3 separate regions of the Sus scrofa genome follow, and regions 1 and 3 are each linked to region 2. A link is a contact called in public Hi-C data. All regions are on one chromosome and are shown on one strand. Each heading gives the region's core, a stretch centred on a gene start, on an enhancer-like site or on the middle of the called end of the contact. The rest is flanking DNA. Distances are from core to core; before and after follow the strand shown.

The links. A called contact is a pair of places that touch in the nucleus more often than the background predicts.
Region 1: a contact with region 2 is called in a Hi-C map of embryonic fibroblasts, with 2.2 times the contacts expected there. The contact joins two enhancer-like sites. A contact is called at or near these places in 3 of 47 Hi-C or Micro-C datasets (embryonic fibroblasts and liver) and 1 of 2 datasets of contacts at active chromatin or transcription factors (skeletal muscle).
Region 3: a Hi-C map of embryonic fibroblasts shows a contact between it and region 2, with 2.5 times the contacts expected there. The contact joins two enhancer-like sites. A contact is called at or near these places in 2 of 47 Hi-C or Micro-C datasets (embryonic fibroblasts and skeletal muscle).

Annotation. Positions count from the first base shown.
Region 1 is chr1:57,909,142-57,912,786 of Sscrofa11.1, forward strand. BACH2 (transcription regulator protein BACH2) reads right to left here. Exons shown (of 7, transcript XR_002343529.1): 5 at 78-284. Among named protein-coding and RNA genes, the nearest start is that of GJA10, 31 kb to the left of the region's middle. Within about 2 kb of position 2,075, at least 18 of the 83 cell types and tissues checked have an H3K27ac peak or open chromatin away from gene starts, as enhancers often do. A contact at or near this core is called in embryonic fibroblasts and skeletal muscle, where this site is marked.
Region 2 is chr1:58,082,613-58,086,655 of Sscrofa11.1, forward strand. The region is part of intron 2 of BACH2 (transcription regulator protein BACH2); the gene reads right to left. Among named protein-coding and RNA genes, the nearest start is that of BACH2, 200 kb to the right of the region's middle. Within about 2 kb of position 2,164, at least 8 of the 83 cell types and tissues checked have an H3K27ac peak or open chromatin away from gene starts, as enhancers often do. A contact at or near this core is called in embryonic fibroblasts and skeletal muscle, where this site is marked.
Region 3 is chr1:58,267,976-58,271,694 of Sscrofa11.1, forward strand. All of the region lies in intron 1 of BACH2 (transcription regulator protein BACH2), which reads right to left. Among named protein-coding and RNA genes, the nearest start is that of BACH2, 12 kb to the right of the region's middle. Within about 2 kb of position 1,361, at least 17 of the 83 cell types and tissues checked have an H3K27ac peak or open chromatin away from gene starts, as enhancers often do. A contact at or near this core is called in embryonic fibroblasts and skeletal muscle, where this site is marked.

The sequences.
Region 1 (3,645 bases), core at 825-3,324, 170 kb before region 2:
CCTTCGCTACTGGGACTCTGCAGCAGCCCCGGTGACTCTAGGTTGCTGATAGTAGAGGGCAGGGGAACTGGACTCACCAGTTTGCGGATTTCACATTCTAAGTTCTGAATACAGTCCAGCTTCCTCTTGCGGCAGCGCTGGGCTGCGATGCGGTTCTTGCTGCGCCTGCGGACGTCGTGAATGAACTCTAACTGCTCTGAGGTTAGCTTGTGCATCTTAATCATCATCTGGAAATCGTTCCTTGGAAGGTCTGTGATTTGATCTACAGGAAACGGAAGTTTGACCTGAAACCAAGAACAGCAGAACACGATTATGGCAGCTGGGGTTTAGTTTTCGTTCCGGCAGGTGGAATGTCAAAAAATGGTAAAACCTCCTTTTTTTTTTTTTTTTTTTTTAATGATGACCAGGTACTATGAAAAAGTGAAGCCAGCAGGGATTATTCTTTCCTGTTTCAAATATAAATAAACCATAATACTCAGATAATCAAACAGAATGTGAATACACACATTATAATGTGGATATCATGCCTGAGATCTTTGAAGCAAACAGCCTGGAAAATATTGGCAAATATATACATTGTCACGGCTACAGCACTTTTGTAAAAAGGGCTCTATATAGTTAGTTGAGACCTACTTCCATTGAGCCTCAATTCAATAAAATGACGATTTATACAGAGAGACATCATCTGAGAAATCATCTAAGATATTTGAGGAGAGCACCATACACCTTGAAGATGCAGGGAAGATGAAATAGTCAGTGTGATTTGCAGTTAATACCAGCATAGGGGAGACATAGGGAGATAGTCTGGAGAGGTTACACCAGGGTGGTCTAGAAGTTAGAACTGGGCTTTAGTGCTTCTTGCCAGATGTGAGATGTTAGGCCGGTCACTTTCATTCTCTGAGCCTCAGTTTCCTCATCTGCAAAATGGGGCATGCTTTTTAGCTGCACAGTACTATCCATGAGTGAAGCACTTTGGATATTTGGAAAATACAATGGCCAGCCCTTCTGACATTTTCTTGTATAACGTGATGTTGACCTTCTCTGTCAAGAGGTAGGATGCACATTCCTGCCTCTTGACCAATCCAGTGCAGTGGGGGTAATGGCGTGTAACCTCTGAGGCCACATCATAAAAGCTGCACAGTTTCCTCTTAGGCATCTTAGACTGCATTCTCTGGAGAATACCAGCTGCCAAGCCTCAAGGACACTCAAGCAGCCCCATGGAAAGGGCCATGTGGAGAAAAACTGAGGGTTCCAGCCAACATCTGACTTAGCCAGAAGTGCTAGATGGGCCACTCCTGAATTCCTGACCCACAGAAATGGTAAGAGATATTAAATGATTATTGTGGTTTGAAGCCACAAAGTTGTTTTTGTCTGTTTGTTTGTTTTTGCTTTTTAGGGCCACACCTGTGGCATATGGAGGTTCCCAAGCTAGGAGTTGAATCAGAGCTGCCGCTGACAGCCTATGCCACAGCCACAGCAACTCAGGATCCAAGCCGTGTCTGCGACCTACCCACAGCTCAGGGCAATGCCAGATCCTTAAGCCACTGAGCGAGGCCAGGGATCGAACCCACAACCTCGCGGTTCCTAGTCGGATTCGTTTCTGCTGCACCATGACAGGAACTCCCTGAAGCCACAATGTTTTGAGGTTGAACTGTTATATAGCAACGGGTAACTGATGCAGACACTACTGCCGTCAGAGTCCTACTTTCAAACTCTTGACAAGTAGGTCAGCATCATCCAGAGAGTGGACACTAGTCTCTTCATGGACAGTTCTGTGTCCTCCTTGTATTCCTTTAAATGTTTGTTTACAACCCTGTGGTGGTTTGAAATATTTCTTAGGTAAAGAGCCGCTGTTCTCTTGGGCCTCCTCGGCACCCATGAGGTAGAGAACGCAGGCCAGCACTTTCCAGCATTCTGCCACTGCCCTCTCCAAGACCCCTGCTGATGAGGCAGAGATTTCAGGCGTCAGCTCTGATCCTGCTCAGAAGCTTCTGGAAGAGGAAGGTTGCATGTTTCTTAACAGTATTTCCCAACTCAGCCGGCTGAACTCGTCACACTAGCGTCTGCTTTAGATGGACCAGCAGATGGCACTATTAACCCAAGCTTCCTTCAGGCGCCAGCCCAGCGCTGTCCAATGCAAACAACGTGAGCTGAGCGTGTGATTTTACATCTTCTAGTAGCACCGTCAAAAGAAGTGAAAAGAAGCAGGTGAAATGAATTTTAATAACATATTCAATTGACTCCAACGGAACCAAACTATTTTCAACATATAATTAACACAGAAATGATTGCAAGAGTTCACCTTGTGAGGGATCCCAAAATTTCAAATTCCAAGGGGTGTTTTACCCATGGGGGTGCATCACGATTCAGACCAGCCTCATTTCTAGGGCTCAGCAGCCACGTGTACTGGACACTACAGCTTTAGAAGGTGGAACAAGTGGACTTGAGTGAATTTAAGTAACCAGAAAAACAGAGGCAGATCTGGATTTAACTGATCAGAATAGTTTTGGGTGAAGAAATCAGGCCCTCATTAATATTCAGGAGCTGCAGTGTTATGTCTGGATTGTTCAGGGGAGTGAGAGGAAGATATTTTATTCTGAGCTCAGGCTTTTCCTTCGGTTGCATCAGACATAGGCAGACGTGAGTCTGGATCCCGGCATTTGTGGCTAGTTAATCCCCATACACAAAGGCAATCCTAGGAACCCGATCTTTTGTCTTTCCGCTGCTGCAATGGCTTAGTCAGGTTACTCCATAGCTCTGAGCCTGCTAGACGTGGCATTTGCTGAAGGCTCCCAGTGGGTGCTCTGATTGAATTCCATAGGGTAAACTCCGTCCCTTGACACCTGTCAAATCCTGCCTGGCCCAGGAGAGCAAGATCGCAATGGTGCACATGACACCACACTCGGCTCAGCCCTGCTCCGACCGCTAAAGACAGGCAGTCAGGACAAACAGTTCCTTGTTACAGGCCCGGGAAAGGGCTTTGTCCAGGGGCTGTGTTTGCACAGGGCTTATAATGATATGAAAGAATGTTTGATTTCCCTTGTATACCCTTTGGATAACAAACAGACACTCAGATCCTGGATGGTGCCTAAACAGCACAGAGGTCTGCTGTTGGGGACACGGATGTTTCCACACCAGGCAGAAGCCTTGTTTGCACAGCAGGGGTTACGGCATTTTGGGCCTCGTGGCATCTTCCCCACAGCTGACAACAAAGCAATTCTGCTTCTGCTCTAAATTGTATTTACTTATGTTCAGCAAGAATATATACCCATAGTTCAGGCCATGGGCAAAGTCCAAAAGCCTTCCATACCAGGAGCTACTGTATTTAAAATCCTCCAGACAGCAAATCTAATACACGACGGAAACAGGACAGAGGCTGACAGGAAAGAGGAAAAATCAACAATGCTGGTTTCAAAGTCCTTGAAGCAAAAGGCCATATAACATGTCAGCAGAGCTGTTGCAACTCAAGCTGCTTTGCAAAGAGGTCAAAGGAAACTTGTTAGCTATAGACATTTTTCCCTGTGAAAAAAAACCCCAAAGCCCAAGGACCCTTGTTTCTTTCTAGAAGGTGCTTCTACCCCTCTAGCAAGGGAGGACTTACCCCACGTACCAAAGGGAAGCCCCTGACATGTTCTTGGAAAGGCA
Region 2 (4,043 bases), core at 914-3,413:
TTCCTGCCGTTGCTTCTTCACATGACAAACTCAGCTTCTCTCTCTGGATTTACAGCCCCCTATGCCTGCCATCATCTGCCTCATATAAAAATCAATTGTGCTTAATCCTGCTGTGGTCACACACTCTTTAGAGGATCCTGGGCCATGGCCCTGAATCCCGCTGGGCCCGTGACCATGTGGCACCATCAGGGCCAACTCTAGCCTTGCTCAAGTCCCAGCCCAGCCAACATTCCCTGACTCTGACTCCGGCCACCTAAGTCTTTTTCTCCGGCTCCTGTCCATGTCCCAGCTCCAGCCAGACTCTCGGCAGGCTGAGGAAGAGAAAGAACGGGGAGAGAAGAGTGAAAGAAGTGGCAGAAGCTGCTGTGGTTACACACGGGGACTGAGTTTGTCTATATGGGAGGTATATTCTGCAGAGCTTCCAAAAAATTTTTTTTGATAAACCACAGATCGGCAGAGCTGCAAGGGATCTTGGAGACCATGGAATCCAACCTCTTCATTTTACTGCATAGGAAACCAAGGTGTGAAGAGAAGGAAGGCAGGAAGGCAGGGAGGGAGAAAGGGGAAAGCACATGTACTGTGGTCTCATCATCAGCTCCAGATACACGGGCCCAGGGGTCCACAGCCAAGGGTGGCAGGGTTGGGACCACACGGCTCTTAAATGAGCGTTTTTATCCCACATGAGCTTTTGCCAGTTACTTCCATATTCACATGATATGGAGGAAAGCACTTGACCTTTAACATACGAAGGTACTTAGAATTCCCATCTCAAAAGGCAAATGGTTTTCTCCTCTGTATTAGCCAACAGAGGTTTTTTTGTTTGTTTGTTTTTTGTTTGTTTGTTTGTTTTTTAATTGTGGCAAAATATGCAAACCCCCAAGCTGACCATTTTAATCATCTTTAAGCGTACAGTTTAGTGGCATTAAGGACATTCACTTAGTTGTGCAACTGTCATCACCACCTACCCAAAACATCTTTAAGTGAGCATAGACTATAAATTCAAAATAAGATTGAAGGACCCTCAAAAAGAAGACTGAAGGAAAAGACAGGTGGAAAATAAATTTGTGGGGGATTACATTTCACCCAATAAAACCGTTCATACACATGAGATTTCCCATGACATATTTTTCATTATTCTCCTAGTCTTGAAACCAGAACTGTGAGAATGCTGGGCACCGGGTGAAAAGGCAGATTTTTTTTTTTTTTTTTAGGGCAGCTTTTGTCATTTCTCTAGAATCTATGTTAACTGTATTCACTTACAAACATGTCGAATCTATGTTAACTGTATTCACTTACAAACATGTCAGGCAACCCAGGACATCACAGCCATCCACGCCTCCTCCATAAAAGGACAAGTAAAACAGTATTTCTTGGAAAGACAGGCATTGACCAGTGCACCGCACCTAGATGGGGCCGCCTCTGCCACTCTGGTCTGCCTCGAAGGGTTCCCAAGTGTTGGCACAGAGCACAAAGAATGTCCCTTAGCTATTCAGCATTTCAACTGAATATGCTGTTCAACTCCACAATATATTTAGCGAGATTTCTTCCCTCCCTCCTTCCTTTCTTGGTTTAATGACCTCAAATGTACCAACATCCTGTCTTACCTAATCCCCTAACAAGTTCTATCAAATGCCAGGACAGAATCAGACAGCACTGCAGGCAGTGAGATCATTCGCAAAGAATTCATTTTTATTCCAAAAATGAGGAGTGCCAGACCATTCAACACAATCTATCACACAGCCAGAGAATGAGCCTGGCACTTTAAGAGGAACATTTAATTTTTTAAAAAACCTTTCTCCCATCCTAGGTCCTTTCACAAGCTGATAAGTCTCTCCCTAGAACAGGATGCACAAATAAACACAAAGCCTTTCCACATAACAGGAAGGGTTCAAGGGCCCTTGAAAGTCTAAGAATCCATGGACCTCAGGTTAAAACCCCCTGTGACAATGACTCTGACAAGAATTCACTTTGGGCATGGCTCTCCATACTGGATCCTGGTCACTGGAGCATCTTGGGGTAACTTCCTCTGCTGTCACTTTAGTCTCTGGGTCAGAAACGACCTTTCTTGTTTTGGCTTCAGGAACATGCCCCGCTAGCTTCTGGTCAGAGTGAGAGTGAACATGGCCAAGCCTCCCCCAAGCCAGCTGGCAGCTCTGGGAATATTCATCCTCTGCCTGGTCTCCCACATACTTGCCTTACCCTGACAGTCTTTGGTTCTGCTCTCTGATGTGTGTCATAGATCCTGCTGTCCCCTCTCTGTCCCTGTTACTTTCTTTCTTGGCCTTTTGTGCATTTTTTTTTCTTTTTACAGCCACCCCTATGGTATTCGGAATTTCCGGGGATAGGGGTCAAATCAGAGCTGCAGCTGCGGGCCTATGCCAAAGCCACGGCCACAACCGTTCCGAGCTACATCTGCGACCTACGCCACTGCTTGAAGCACTGCTTGATCCTTAAACCACTGAGTGAGGCCGGGGATCAAACCCGCATCCTCATAGACACTATGTTGGGTTCTTAACCTGCTGAGTCACAATGGGAACTCCTTTAAACTTTTTCATTGAGATCTAATTCACATATCATAAATTTCACACTTTTGCAATGTACAATTCAATGGTTTTTAGTACGTTCACAGAGTTGTGTATGCCATCATCACCAAAATCTCATTCCAGAACATTTTCATCATCCCCAAAAGAAACCCCTTACCCATTAGCAGTTAGTCCTCACTTCCCCCTCCCTCTCAGCCCTTGGCAATCACTAATCTATGTCCTGTTTCTATGGATTTGCCTATTCTGTACATTTCTTATAAATGAAATCATACACTAAGTGGCCTTTTCTACCTGGCTTCTTTCACTTAGCATGTTTCCAAGGTTAATCCATGTTGTAGTATGTATTAATACTTTATTCCTTTTTATGGCTGAATAATAATAGTCCATTGTATGTATATATCACATTCTGTTTATCCACTTATTAGATGATGGACATCTGGGTTGTTTCTACTTTTTAGCTATTATGAATGATTCTGCTATGAGCACTTAAGTACAGTGAGATATATGTAGACATATGTTTTTAAAAAATCTTTGAGTATAGCTGACTTACAAAGTTGTGTTATTTTCAGGTATACAGCAAAGTGAATCAGTTATACATAAATATATATCCATTCCTTTTCAGATTCCTTTCCCATATAAGTTATTATACAGTATTGAGTAGATTTCCTCATGCCTACATAGAGTAGTCCTTTTATATAATTGTGTGTATATGTAGACATACACTTTTTTTAATTGTTATTTCCCCAAAACATTTTTTTCCTACTGTACAGCATGGTGACCCAGTTACACATACATGTACACATTCTATTTTCACACATTATCATGCTCCATAGTAAGTGACTAGACATAGTTCCCAGTGCTACACAGCAGGATCTCATTGCTAATCCAGTCCAAAGGCAATAGTTTGCATCTATTAACCCCAAGCTCCCCATCCACCCCACTCCCTTCCCCTCCCCCTTGGTAACCACAAGTCTATTCTCCAAGTTCATGATTTTCTTCTCTGTGGAAAGGTTCATTTGTGCCATATATTAAATTCCAGATATAAGTGATATCAAATGGTATTTGTCTTTCTCTTTCTGACTTAATTCACTCAGTATGAGAGTCTCTAGTTCCATCCATGTTGCTCCAAATGGCATTACCTCATTCTTTTTTACAGCTGAGTAGTATTCCATTGTGTATATACATACCACATCTTCCTAATCCAGTCATCTATCGATGGACATTTGGGTTGTTTCCATGTCTTGGCTATTGTGAATAGTGCTGCAATGAACATGCAGGTGCATGTGTCTTTTTTAAGGAAAGTTTTGTCTGGATATATGCCCAAGAGTGGGATTGCTGGGTCATATGGTAGTTCTATGTATAGATTTCTAAGGTATCTCCATACTGTTCTCCATAGTGGTTGCACCAGCTTACCTTCCCACCAACAGTGCAGGAGGGTTCCCTTTTCTCCACACCCCTCCAGCATTTGTTATTTGTGGCCTTATTAATGATGGCCATTCT
Region 3 (3,719 bases), core at 111-2,610, 180 kb after region 2:
AGCACCCGGGGCTCTGTGAGCAAGCAGCCAGGGTCAGGGAGGGGAACCGTGTCGGTGCACAGGAGTCCACATAGGTCTGTCCAAGTACAGTGTGAGAAAGGGTGGGGGAGCAGGTGGGAGCAAACAGAATCTATGGAAACCAATGAGAAGAGGGGAGTGTTCACACAGAGAAAGAAATGCAAAGACTTGCCAAGAGAGGGAAAGAAGAAAAGGCCCAGAAAGGAACCTTTACTGGGTACCAAGACACATGAGTAAAAACAGTAACTGCAAGGTATAAGTGCTCAAAATCCAAAAGGCTGAGAAGATGGCAGGAAACAACAGAAAGCCATCTAAAATCGTGTGTGGGATTTCCCTTGTGGCACAGTGGGTCTGTAGGGGCTTGGGTTGCTGCTGCAGCGTGGGTGCGATCCCTGGCCCAGGAGCTTCCACAATGCCGAGGGTGGGGCCGAAAAAGAAAAATAAATAAATACATAAAGGGCATAGAAAAGATGCCCATTCCAAAAAAAAAAAAAAAAAAACTGTGGAAGAGGCAAGATGGACGCAAATTTTCTACTAATAAAATTCCCCCTTTGCACTTCCCTTTAAAGCATTTCTTCCCCAAATCAAGGCTAACACATAGCCAGCAAGCACTAGAGCCACCAACTCTGGTAGCTAGGAAACACACAATGGAACATTTCTAAAGATGAAGTGTTTAGGGAGTTTCCATCGTGGCGCAGCGGAAACAAATCCAACTAGGAACCATGAAGTTGCAGGTTCCATCCCTGGCCTCGCTCAGCGGGTTAAGGATCCAGCGTTGCTGTGAGCTGTGGTCTATGTAGGTCGCAGATGCAGCTCAGATCTGGCAATGCTGTGGCTGTGGTGTAGGCTGGCAACTACAGTTCCAATTAGATCCCTAGCATGGGAACCTCCAGATGCCACGGGTGCGGCCCTAAAAAGACAAAAGACAAAAAATAAATTAAAAAAAAAAACAAAGATGAAGTGTCTAGAAAGAAATAAACTGTATACACGTACATGTAGGTGCTGGTCTTGCAGACTAGAAATTTAGTTGCTTTCACTACAGAAGGCGAAAAGGAAAGGCTCTTGGGTAAGACCTTTGTGGTTCAGGACTAAGATAGTGATCGCTGAGGGTCTGGCCAAACTGCAGGCAAAACAAACCAAGACGAAGCAACAAAACAAGAACACTCCCACAAAGAGATGCAAATAGATGGGCTGCAACACAGATATAACCTAGACTCCCTGTGATGCTCAGGTGGCCCTCAGCCGTGGAAATGGGGTAGCACCCTCTTTCCTGTTCCTTCTCTACTTGGGCTGTTTCCTCTGACTTGTCTTTTCTATCACCCTTCCTCCTGGAATCCTCTGACAATGACTCACATGGCAATAGGCTAGTCAGCAGGACCGCAGCCCCCCACAATAGATGCTGTGTAGGAGGCAGGCGGCGTGGCCGACCAGAGTCTAGCCCAATTTTTCCCTTTCTCTGTTCAAGGAGGATTTGCTTTTCAGCCACATTTCCCTCAAAACACAGCCCCGACAGGAGATGCTTAGCGCACAGATTTCTAAAGCATGAAATGATCTGAGTTTGGTGATTTGGTCATAACGAAACTAAAAACAGTAAGATGAGAAAACAAGAGTGTGATCATCACACCTACAAAAAACAACTTTATACTTGGGTGAAATCAAGAGATCAGAAAAAAAAAAGCTCAAACTAATATTTTCCAACCTTTCACTAACAGCTAGGGCTAAAAAACCACATGTTTTGAAGGTCTTGCACTGTGTTATTATTAGAAGTCACAATTCTATTGATACTGATGAGTCATTTGTATCGGCGGAAACCAAGAACTTCCATCAACATCATGTTACACACAGTCACTGTGGCTTGGCTCTTTCTTTATTACTGGTCAAAGCTGCTTCAGAATGCTTATTGAAGCTAAAAAAAAAAAAAAAAAAAAGAAGAAGAAGAAGAAAGAAAGAAAAAGAAAAAGAAGAAAAAGGAGGCAACCTCCTCAGGGCTGTGCAAAGCGTCCTTTTCCCCAGCCGATCTCACTCTAATCATCCTTCTCCAGAGAGTTTAGGATGATCTGATCAACATGTATCTACAAGAGGAAGTTTATTTGTAAACCTCAAAAAAGTAACATTTTCACTTTCTGAGGAACATAAGCAACACTGAGCTCCAAAAACAAACAGCGAAACCATTTCTGAAAACACATGCCAGCTTGAAAAGTACCTGAGGTCAGGTTTGGGTTTTGTTCCGTTTTGTTTTTTCACCTTAATAACATGCAACGGATAGAAACAAAAAGTGTCATCATTTAAGGACCTGAACCTCACACAACAATGTGGGGCTGGCCGCTGAGCACCCTGTGCCCACTGCCCTGCTCCGGGCACACGCGCCCCACTCATGCAAGGAGAAGTAGGTCAGGTCCAGGTCACATCAGGAAAGCCTAAGTTAAATGTTCGGGAAAGTTCCCTCTGGTGCTGAGGAGGAAATAACAGCAGAGCTCCTTTCCCTTATTCTCATCCCCATTCCCTTCTCCCCAGGAAGAGTCCCAGAAAATTTTTAAAAGGAAGGAAAAATGGGTTTTCTTGAGGGCTTCCCAGAAATACTGTGATTCTTAAGCCGTCTCTGCAAAGGCAGAAATATGCCCAATTTTCTACCCTGCAACCAAAGGTGGTGTTTGGCTGCTGGGGGGAGAAGGGAACCCAGCCCGGTGGTGATCCCAGATCTGAAAATAGCCTCCCGGGCGGCTAACTGGCCGAGGTACCCTCCAAGGTGGCGCTGGTGCTGTGGGCAGATACAGTGGGGCCAGCTGAGGGCTGTAACAGCTGCATGAGTCAGCACTCACTTCTGGTAGGAAACTGCTGACAAGCTGAGTCACTTGCGCAGACAGAAGGTGCACACACCTACCCGGCAGAAATAAAAACAAGGTACATGCAAATTGGCAAACAGGAACCTCTCTCCCCTTGCAGTTCCTATTTTCCAAGGTTAAACCCCCAATAGACATAATCTACGGTTATTAATAGTAGTCACAACCAACAATAATAAATAGTGGTAATAAACAACTCGCTCTCGGTGTTGTGATGTGTGCAACAGCTGCATTCAAATCTCACGAGCCAGTTAATTTTAACCGGTTTTCATTTTAACAGGATTTAACTGCTTTTCCTCCCTTCTGAAAAAAATCAAAATAGTTGCCCTATCGACCACAAAAACTGGTAACAGACAAGCACAGTTCCTGTTTTTCAGAGGGTACTTACTTTCAAACCCACAATATCGAGATGCTTAACATCAGTGGAAATTTTAAATGTATTGTTTGATGTGGGAGCTGCAGCCTGTACATGAATTCAGATCCCACAAATGTTCTGGAGGAATCACATCTCAGGCCGGGTCCTATATGTCTTTCATCTCTCTTCTCTCATTTAACACCAGATTCAAAAATCTACAGGAAAATGGGTTATCTGGAACCCAGAACACATTTTCCCACAGAAAGAACACCATGTTCAGGGTACTCCATGAAAGCTGCCTCGAAGTTAAAATAGGAGCGAGAGGTTAAATGTGCAGTTTAAAAAGAGAAAGTAACACTGTAATAGTTCCAAAGCCAATTAAAAGCTAAAGAAAACACTCTCGATTGACTGCGTGTGAGGAAACATCTAATTAGAGGAAGGTGAGGGGACAGCTTTCTAAATGAGACTTTGGGACCGTCTAGTTTCACTCTGGTTCTCTAATATGA